Linked DNA regions of Sus scrofa: region 1 is linked to region 2. Evidence: chromatin contacts called from public Hi-C data. All regions are on one chromosome and are shown on one strand. Each heading gives the region's core, a stretch centred on a gene start, on an enhancer-like site or on the middle of the called end of the contact. The rest is flanking DNA. Distances are from core to core; before and after follow the strand shown. Region 1 has its middle 240 kb from the start of LMO7. Region 2 overlaps LMO7 (LIM domain only protein 7).

Region 1 (5,224 bases), core at 2,697-5,196, 170 kb before region 2:
CTGCTGTACAGCACAGGGAACTATAGGCAGTCACTGTGATGGAGCATGATGGAGGATAATGTGAGAAAAAAGAATATATATATATATGGGTTACCTTGCTATAGAGCAGAAATTGACAGAACATTGTAAATCAACTATAATAAAACTTTTAAACAACTTTTTAAAAGAGAAAGAGTTTAACCACAATCAGTTAAGGCCTCTACCTTTCTCCAATCCTGTTTTCCCTCTGATCTATCTCCCCTCCTGTCAGAAGGCAGTGGCGTGGCCGTGGGCATTTTGGGGTCTGGCTAAGGGGGAGTAGATTCAAGGGTATGCTGTTTGTCTAAAGTGTATTTCTGTGGCTTGCAGTTACTTCAGTATGTGGTAGCTGTCGTGGTTCAGGCAGGGCTTCCAGGAAATGCCTGTCCCTTCCATGCTGGCTCACCCTACGATGTCATGATGTGAAGACAGAGGGGCAAAAGTCAAATGAGATACGAATGTGGTTCCGTGGTACCCAGTTTTAAAAGTATTCGGTAGCAGGAGGTTAACAAGGTTTGGAAATGGACAAAACCAGAATTTTCTCTGTCAAAAAGTCTTCCAAATCTTAGAGTTCATATTTGGAAGAAAGTTTGGAGATTTTCGAATTTTGAGAATCTTGGAAATACACATGGCATCACCAAAAAGAAGTGTAAAACTGAAATTTATAAACTGTCAATATTTTGTTCAACCATGCCAAAGGAAAGACCAAACGAACTATTAGCTCTGTAAAAGTTATTACACCGTCAGAGTTATACAAAGACGTGATCAAAGAGTGTGTAGTCAAAACTATAAGAAAAACTACAGAAGTGTTGGGAAGTTAATGAGTATAAATGTCTAGTGGACTGATACTCACACAATTTGTCAGCTCTTACCATTTTGTAATTTTGGGGGATTTTTAAAATTTTACATATTCACTTTTGTACCTAATTGTATATTCTCCTAAAGAGGGGGACTAATTTTCATGAGCTTTCATGAGCTTTAGATCCCATCCATCTGCATCTGCCCAATTATCTCAGTGCCTTCTCACACAACTTCCTCAGAACATTTGTATCCCCTTCCTTCTGGAATATTCTTACCCTGGAAAGTGGTCCATTTCATGCCCTCATTTCATCCATGTCTTTGTCGGCTCAAGCTACTATCACAAACTCCTATAGGCTAGTGACTTATAAACAACAGAAATTTATTGCTCATAATCCTGGAAGCTGGAAGTCCAAGATCAAGGCACCAGTCGATTTGGTGTCTGGTGGACCCTCTTACTTGTTCTTAGATGACCATGTTTTCATTGTGTCCTCACGTGGTGAAAGAGACAAGGGATCTCTGTAGAGTCTCTTTTATAAGGGCACTAATCTCATTCGTGGGGGCTCCACTCTCATGACCTAATTACCTCCCAAAGGCCCCATCTCCAAATGTCATCACATGGGGTATTAGGATGCAACACATGAACCTGGGGGAGACAGAAAAAATCGATAGTAATGCAGGTGTCTGCTCTGACATTTCCATGCTCAGGAATCCTTTCCTGGCCACCCTATCTAAAAAAGAATCCCTGCAGTTCCTGCTTTGGCACAGTGGGATGGCAGCATCTCTACAGGGCTGAGACACAGACTCCATCCCCAGCCCAGCACAGGATCTGGCATTGCCACATCTGTAGCATATGTCAAAACAGCATCTTGGGTTTAATTAGGTCCCAATGGTTTATTTTTCTTTGTCTTTTCATTATTCTAGGAGGTGGATCAAACAACCACTATGGAAAACAGCAAGGAAGTTCCTCAGAAAACTGAATATAGAACTACCATGTGATCCAGCAATCCCACTCCCTGGGCATATATCCGGATAAAACTACAATTCAAAAAGATACATGCACTTCTATGTTCATTGCAGCACTATTCACAATAGCCAAGACATGGAGAAAAACTTTATTGTCCATAGACAGATGAATGGATTAAGAAGATCTGGTATATATTCACAATGGAATACTACTCAGCCATAAAAAAGAATGATATAATGTCATTTGCAGCAACATGGATGCAACTCGAGATTCTCAAACTAAGTGAAGTAAGAGAAAGACAACTAACATGATATCACTTATATTTGGAATTAAAATAGAGCACAAATGAACCTACTTACAAAACACAGAGAGACTCATGGATGTAGAGAACAGACTTGTGGTTGCCAAGGGGGAGAGGGAGGCAGTGGGATGGACTGGGAGTTTGGGGTTGGTAGATGCAAAGTATCACATTTAGAATGGACAAGCAACGAGGTCCTACTGTTTAACACAGGGCCCTCTCCAGCCTCCCGGCAGAGACCATGATAGAAGGTGGTATGAGAGAAAGAATGTATATGCATGCATACATATATATATATATATATATATATATATACACACACACACACACACATATGACTGGGTCACTTTGCTGCACAGCAGAAATTGACACAACACTGTAAATCAACTATACTCTAATAAAATAGTAAAATAAAATATCAACAATACTCTAATACATAAAAAATAAAAAACAAACTGCTGCTCCATCTTATCCCTGGCCCGGGAGCTCCACAGGCCATGGAGTGGCCAAAAAAGAAAAAAAAGAATCCCCTTCATTTCCCTTTACACCAGTTATTTCGCAGCACTTACACCACCTGCCACATTTACACATACTATATAATACAAGTGCCATAAGAGGGATGACTTATGTGTTTTGGTCCTGCTTTTTCTGCATTGTCGATATTAGTGCTGTGGATGAAAAATGTCACCTGCCATATCAGGAAACAAAGGATGCGCCAGCCCTCAAGTAGCCACCGCAGCCACACCCAACCGAGTATCCTGAAGGATGGAGAAAAGCAGGATAGTGGCCCTAGATAGCTGAGGTGCATATAAAAAGGAATGATTTCAGTGAGCCCAGGCTCATGCATCTTCCCATATATAGAAAAGCACGAAACACATGAATTTGAGGTGCCTGGTTTTTCTTTAATAGTAACCTTTTTTTATCTTTTGTCTTTTTAGAGCCGCACCCCTAGGCATATGGAGGTTCTCGAATGGGAGCTGTAGCCATGGGCCTACGCTACAGCCACCGCAACGCCAGATCTGAGCTGCATCTCCAACCTATACCACAGCTCACAGCAAGGCCAGATCTTTAACCCACTGAGTGAGGCCAGGCATCAAACCTGCATCTTCACAATTACTAGGCAGATATGTGTCTGCTGAGCCACAACGAGAACTCAATAGTTAACAGTAATCTTTTGGTCTTCCAACTGCCTGGTTTTTGTTGTTAACAACTCCTTTGTATCCTGGTTTCTCCCTTACCTCCTGGGTAATAGTTGCTCAGAGCTGCCTGTCTTCCGGGTTTAAGTCCTCAACTTTGCCTGCCAAATAAAATGTTAATTCTCAACTTTTAGGTTGCGTTTTTTGTTTGTTTGTTTGTTTTGTTTTTTCCCCCGGTAGACAGTGCCTAGGTCATACTGGGCATTCCAAACATATTTGTGAGTTGAATGAATAAAAATGTGTTGTGTGTGTGTATGTGTGTAGATATAAAGACAAAGATAGATATATGCCCAAATCCCTTCAAGAGTTCATCTGGCAGATGGGGAACTCAATTTACATGGTGAAAATGTAATTCAAAGGAGGAGCAGGGAGTATTGTCATCGTTTTCTGTGGCCCCAGGGCTTTGCCCAGTTGTGGCAGCTGCATTTTTTAACTGGTGATCATCTACCTTCAGAAAAGCTCCAGGCTAAAAAAAAAAAAAAAATCTTAGAACAATAAAAAATGTTCTAACAATCCAGTAGTTTTAAAATCACGATCTGACCTTCCTGGCAATTACTGACCTCGCCCACAAAGAGAATGGATTGTGGCTGCAGCAACCCCAGCCCAGAGAGAGGAGGTGGCTCATTAACTGAGGAAACATGGAGACTGCTGAGACAGGACCGCCTCTCCAAGCTGGCAGTGCTCCGGGACCGTCACGCACACTCCAGGGCCCTGAGTTGTGAGCTAAAGTGTTCCTAAGCCTATTCCTACAAAGGGGAAATAAAAAAAAAAAAGCGCAGTAACCCAGAGCTTCTCCGCTTGTAACAGCCTGGATTTGGATTTGTGCTCATGAAGCAAGGATCATTTGAATTTCCTGTTAATCCTTCAGCCCCTCTCCTGCAGGATTCAGCACTGGGCTGTGCCCAGACTACTAATACTGGGCTGATCGTTGATTCCAAAACTAACTAGAAAGTTATCAAACAGGAAGGGGAAAGGAGGAAGAAAAAAAAAAAAAAAAAAAAACCCCTGGGTGTTTTTTCCCCCCAATATTGTGCCAACACTGCCCCCTAGTGTGTTAGAAATACATAAAAAGAATGTTATGCTACGAATAAATCTTTAACAGAAATAGGAACATAGTTGCATTCTGCTCTTTTATTGCTGATTTTTTTTTACCTGTGTCAATCCTGTACTATCTCAAAAACTGAAATAAAGTTTTTAGAAGATAGTTTGTTTATTCTTCCAACACTCAGCATAAGCTGTTCAGCTAAAAGTTAACACGCGTTGTTTGTTTCTATTTGCCAACCACTTTTCTAAGCATTTTACATGAATTGCCTTGGGACTGTTCTTGGTCATAGAAGGCTCATAAGATATAGACTATTAGGAATCCTTGTATCATTTTTGTTTTACGTATAAGAAAACTGAGGCACAGAGAAGGAAAGTAAGTCACTCAAGGTTACACATATGACTCAGCACTGTTGTCCAACTGTCACACCATCTGCCCCTCATTCTAAGTGCTAATTGCCAAGAAGATACCAAAAATTTAGAAAACTTGGATCCAACTATCAAGAAGCTGGGCATGGGGTCGGGGAGTGGGTGGATGGACAAATACAGCTCTTAATGGAAAAATGCAGAATTCAGGGTGAGATCAATTTCTTGCTCTGATCACCAACAGCTTTTCACATGGAGATCCGAGTCCCTGAAAGTTCAAGTTTCTACCCCCAGATATATTATAACCATGTAAACAATAGAATGGGTCCTACTGCCAATGCTCCAATTCTCCAATGGATGTATATGTGTTTTAGGGCAACCTCCTTCACTTAAAGTAATTTTAAAAAGACATTTAAAGGGTTTAAGATGGGAACACCCCAAACAGGGCAAGACCTAAGTTCCAGTCTGGTCTGAGACGCATTCATCAATTCACATTACTTCTTTGGGTTTCAGATGCCAGAACTGTAAACATTTTTAATT
Region 2 (5,224 bases), core at 970-3,469:
AAACTGGGGGTCAGAGAAGCTGAATGGGGGCCTGAGACCTTTGCACAATGAGGGTTAAGTCTTCTAATTCCCCCAGGCTTCAGTCTCCTCAGCTATCAAAGAGGCCCCAGGATTAGGACAACCAACACTCACGGTTTCCTTCGGGCACCATCTCCCTGCATCTCCACAGCATCCCTATGCGGTAGACACTCTTACCCCATTCTGACGCAGGAAACCGAGTTACAACACAGCTGCTTGCGTTAAGACCGAGGTCAGTCCCTACCTAACAGGCAGGGAACATCCAATGAGAAAGTCTATGAAAACACTGCGTGACCTTTACGACGTAATTCAGAACCTCCCCGCTCCATCCCAGCCTACTCTGCCTACTCTCCAGGGCAGGACTGCCTTACCCAACTTCTCATTGGCTGAGATACAGCATACACATACTCATCCTTTATGTTAAATCTAATTACTCTTCCTATGAATATCTGCACCACAAACATTTTAAGCAAGGAAGAACAAGACCAGAAAAATAAAATAAAATAAAAAGGCAAAACCAATGGCTAAATTTCATGGGTATGGGAGGAGTGGGGATTGGTTGTGTCTCCGAGGAAGAGCCTGCCTCTAATCCCAAAATCACCGACCCTGGTTTTGTCAACAGCCCAAGAACAAACACATACGGGAGTCCACAGAAACACGTCACTCCAGAGATGCAGCTCATCAAGAGGGAATATTCTCAGATGAAAACCTCAGGGTGAAGAGCTTTTCATACTGATTTGTTACGTCAATTTCTTCCAGACTAAGGAATATATTAGAATTCAACTTTCCTTTTCAATTATCTTTCCTTGGTTACCAAAGGGGGAAGGGGGGGAGAGATATATTAGGAGGTTTGTATAAATAAACATGCACTACTATACATAAAACAGCCAACAAAGACCTTCTGTATAGCATAAGAAACTCAACTTAAGATTCCGTAATAGGAGTTCCCGTTGTGGTGCAGTGGTTAACAAATCTGATTAGGAACCATGAGGTTGCGGGTTCGATCCCTGGCCTCGCTCAGTGGGTTGAGGATCTGGCACTGCCATGAGCTGTGGTGTAGGTCACAGATTTGGCTCAGATCTGGCATTGCTGTGGCTCTGGCATAGGCCAGCAGCTACAGCTCCAATTAGACCCCTACCCTGGGAACCTCCATATGCCACAGGTGCAGCCCTGAAAACACAAAAAGTAAAAAAATTAAAAAATTAAATAAAATAAAAAAGATTCTGTAATAACCTATATGGGTAAAGAATCTGAATAAGAATGGATGTAAGTACATGTATAACTGAAATTACTGTACACATGAAACTAACACAACCTTGTATATCAACTACACTCCAATAAAAAATATTTTAAATAATGAATAAAATAAATTATCTTTATTACTCTCAACTAAGATACTAAGAAAGTATTAAGCTACTCATTTATTTAAGAAATCATGTGGGAGTTCCTGTAGTGGCTCAGGGAAACAAACCTGACTAGTATCCATGAGGACGCAGGTTCATCCTCAGCCTCACTCAGTGAGTTAAGGATCCAGCATTGCCGTGAGCTGTGGTATAGCTCACAAACATGGCTCGGATCCCGAGCTGCTGTGGTGTAGGCCGGCAGCTACAGCTCCAATTTGACCCCTAGTCTGGGAACCCCCATTTGCCGAGATATTGTCCTAAAAAGACAAATAAATAAATAATTTAAAATTTTTTAATTTAAAAAATAAAAAATCATGTAATGACAACTGCTATGTGCATACCTGACATGATGCCGGCACTAGGAATGTAAAAGTAAGATGAAGCAATTCTTGGAAATTCCACTTAAAAAGTCCAACCCTGTTTTGAAATTTGTGGTCAAAATGGCATTTTGAGCCTAGGCATCTCTCTAAAATGCGGCTCACCCTTTGAATTTCAGCATGTTCTTGTTTAACTTGTATATTCAGCAAAATAACACTGCCTCAAGCAGCATAATTTCCAAGCCCCTCTTAAGATTTGGCTTTGGACTACATAATATCCCCAGCGTATACCAGGACAATTTTTGCCAATGCTAACATCATCTGATAGCAAAACCAAAGCCAACTCACAGTCTTCCAAGAGTGGTATCAGAATTGCACAGATCACTGAATTCTGAATGGAATCCAACATCTCATAGTGGTCAAAAATCTAAACATTTTCTGCCCTGCTGCCCACGACAAGCCCTGGGTCTCAGTGGCGAGTGCAAATTACTCCTCCCACCTCTCCCCTAGGAAGGGCCCCGTGGCTTCACACAGCCAGGAAGGAGAGACAGATAGAAAAGAACACAGCTCCTGGATAATTAAAAGCCAACTGTCCTCATAAACACTCCAAATTCTCACTCCATCATCATTAGGCCAAATGCCAGGTACACTTAGATGTGGCAGGGGCGGGGGGGGGGGGGGGGGGCTGCAAAAAAAAAAATGAGTTTCAACATGATTTCTGGTCCAGGAGAAGCAGCCACATCCTGATACCATTACCAACTCTTAGCTTACAGTCTCCAGTTATTTTTGCTAAACCACAACCACTAATAAGCCACCAATGGAAAACAACTGGAAAGAACTAAATAAAACCAAGGGAAGAAAGGAAGATTTGCTCCAGGGCTGACAATTTTATGTGCCAGTTTCATCCAGATACAAGATCTAAGACAACCTGAGCCCCATTAGCAGCTAGTTAAATTCACCAAAAACATCACACACAAAAATGCTCTCAGGTTTACAGCTATCCTTTGTTCTGCTAACAATCACAAAAACGACTTCGAAAGAATAAAGTATAAATACATTTTGTCCATAAATACTGGTTCACACTCCAAATTTGTGCTGTTGCAAACAATAAGGAAAATACTGCAAGGGGAAAAAAGTCCACCCAACACCTAGTCTAGTGCATACCTTTTTTCTCCTAGATCAAGGAGCTTTTAAATAAACAAAACACAAGGCGCATGTAGCTGTGAATATCCATTATCAGGATATTTCAAATAGAGTTCAAATGCTTAATATAATCATGGGTTCTCAAGAGTCAGGAGACATCATTGTTCGGTGCAGAAATGTCTCCCACACACATTAGCAAGTCTCAACAATTACCTGCTTATCTCCCAGTGAATTACCATGAGAGTCATCACTGTGGGAAGCATTCATTTTGGGAAACTGTGTGTCTGTATCTCAGGTGAGAGTCACCACTTATTTTATAGGAACTTCAAATTGATAGTTTCATCCCTGGGACTTAGGGTATGCTTTACTCCCCCAGTGTAAGTTCAGTATTAAGGGATGGAGTTGAAGCGACCCGTGATACTGGACTGCCTAAATGATTCTTGATGGATCCTTGCTGCAAGCTGACAATGTCATCCTTCTGGTACCCATTCATTTGTCAGCTTCCTTCCACTTGACAACACATTTCTAAGAAACAAAGAGATAGTTACAGGAGTTCCCGCCGTGGCTCAGTGGTTAACAAATCCGACTAGGAACCATGAGGTTGCGGGTTCAGTCCCTGGCCTCGCTCAGCGGATTAAGGATCCGGTGTTGCCATGAGCTGTGGTGTGGGTCGCAGACATGCCTTGGATCCCGTGTTGCTGTGGCTCTGGCGTAGGCCGGTGGCTACAGCTCCGATTCCACCCCTAGCCTGGGAACCTCCATATGCCGCGGGAGCAGCCCAAGAAATGGCAAAAAAAAAAAAAACCAATGAGATAGTTACAGTTTATTCTAGGTATGTACCCAAGAGAAATAAAAACACATATCCATGAGTTCCCATTGTAGCTGAGCGGAAACAAATCTGACTAGTATCCATGAGGATGCAGGTTCAATCCCTGGCCTTGCTCAGTGGGTTAAGGATCCGGCGTTGCAGTGAGCTGTGGTGTAGGTTGCAACTCAGCTTGGTTCTGGTGCTGCTGTGGCTGTGGTGAAGGCCAACGGCTACAGCTTCAATTCGACCCCTAGCCTGGGAATCTCCATATACTTCAAGCGCAGCCCTAAAAAGCCAAAAAAAAAAAAAAAAGATGATTTTTAAAAAGGCCTTCAATACCATCTTATAACCTATATACAAAAGAAGTTCAATATAAATTAAGCTACTGGAGTTCCCTTGGTGGCGTAATGGTTAACCAATCTGACTAGGAACCATGATGTTGTGGGTTCGGTCCCTGGCCTCGCTCAGTGGGTTAAGGATCCGGCGTTGCCATAAGCTGTGGTGTATGTCACAGATGTGGCTTGGATCCAGCGTTACTGTGGCTCTGGTGTAGGCCAGCGGCTACAGCTCCGATTAGACCCCTAGGCTGGGAACCTCCATATGCCACAGGTGTGGCCCTAGAAAAGACAAAAAAAATAAATGAATATGAATAAATAAATTAAGCTACTACCGTAATCTGCACTATCTCCCTAAATCCCTATCTCCCCTAAAGGTTACATATAATTTCATAGGCCTAAGTCTAAATTTGCGAAGTGAAATTTTTAGCCCACTACCTCACTTACAGAAATGTTCTAATTATACTTCCTTTTATGTATTTGCATCTTTCTATTTTTAAATGTATCATCTTTGCATTATAGCTAAACAATTCCATGACCCTAAGTTTTCTTAAGTGTACTTACGACCTTTTTAAAATAAACTTTACTCACATGGTTTCAAAACAGAAAACGCATGTAAGGTGTACAAAGAGAGCCATAGAAAACAGCTTATATACAGAGCCTCCACCTTAGCCTCTGCTGTCAATTAATTATCATCCCCACAACAGAAGGATTAAGAAATCGGTTTTCCTCCAACAACTTGTAAGAACAAAGTTTCTCCTAGGGCCTTAATAGATCAACAAAGTTCCAGATTATCTCAAAAGTAGATATTGCTGGAGTTCCCTTTATGGATCAGTGGTAACTGATATCCATGGGATATGGATTTGATCCCTGGCCTCGCTCAGTGGGTCGAGGATCCAGCGTTGCCATGAGCAGTGGTGTAGGTTGCAGACACACAGACACAGCTCGGATTCCGAGTTGCTGCGACTGTGGCCCAGGCCAGCAGCTGTAGCTCTGATTAGACCCCTAGCCTGGGAACCTCTGTATGCTGCGGGTACAGCCCTAAAAAAGACAAAAAAAAAAAAAAAGTAGATATTGCTGAGGGCTTCATAACATGTCTAATCTTAGTTTAAAATATCCTTGGCTGGGTAATAATTTCACCTCTTCTTATTGGAATGATTTGTTTCAAGACTATAAAATTTGAAGCATTAATAATTTTTT

What was found. Hi-C and Micro-C count contacts between places; a contact is called where the count stands out from the background.
Region 1: a Hi-C map of embryonic fibroblasts shows a contact between it and region 2, with 3 times the contacts expected there. The contact joins two enhancer-like sites. A contact is called at or near these places in 14 of 47 Hi-C or Micro-C datasets (alveolar macrophages, brain, embryonic fibroblasts and 7 more) and 1 of 2 datasets of contacts at active chromatin or transcription factors (skeletal muscle).

The regions. Positions count from the first base shown.
Region 1 is chr11:48,144,348-48,149,571 of Sscrofa11.1, reverse strand. No RefSeq gene overlaps it. Among named protein-coding and RNA genes, the nearest start is that of LMO7, 240 kb to the right of the region's middle. Within about 2 kb of position 3,946, at least 23 of the 83 cell types and tissues checked have an H3K27ac peak or open chromatin away from gene starts, as enhancers often do. A contact at or near this core is called in embryonic fibroblasts, where this site is marked.
Region 2 is chr11:47,974,221-47,979,444 of Sscrofa11.1, reverse strand. All of the region lies in intron 2 of LMO7 (LIM domain only protein 7), which reads right to left. Among named protein-coding and RNA genes, the nearest start is that of LMO7, 66 kb to the right of the region's middle. Within about 2 kb of position 2,219, at least 4 of the 83 cell types and tissues checked have an H3K27ac peak or open chromatin away from gene starts, as enhancers often do. A contact at or near this core is called in embryonic fibroblasts, where this site is marked.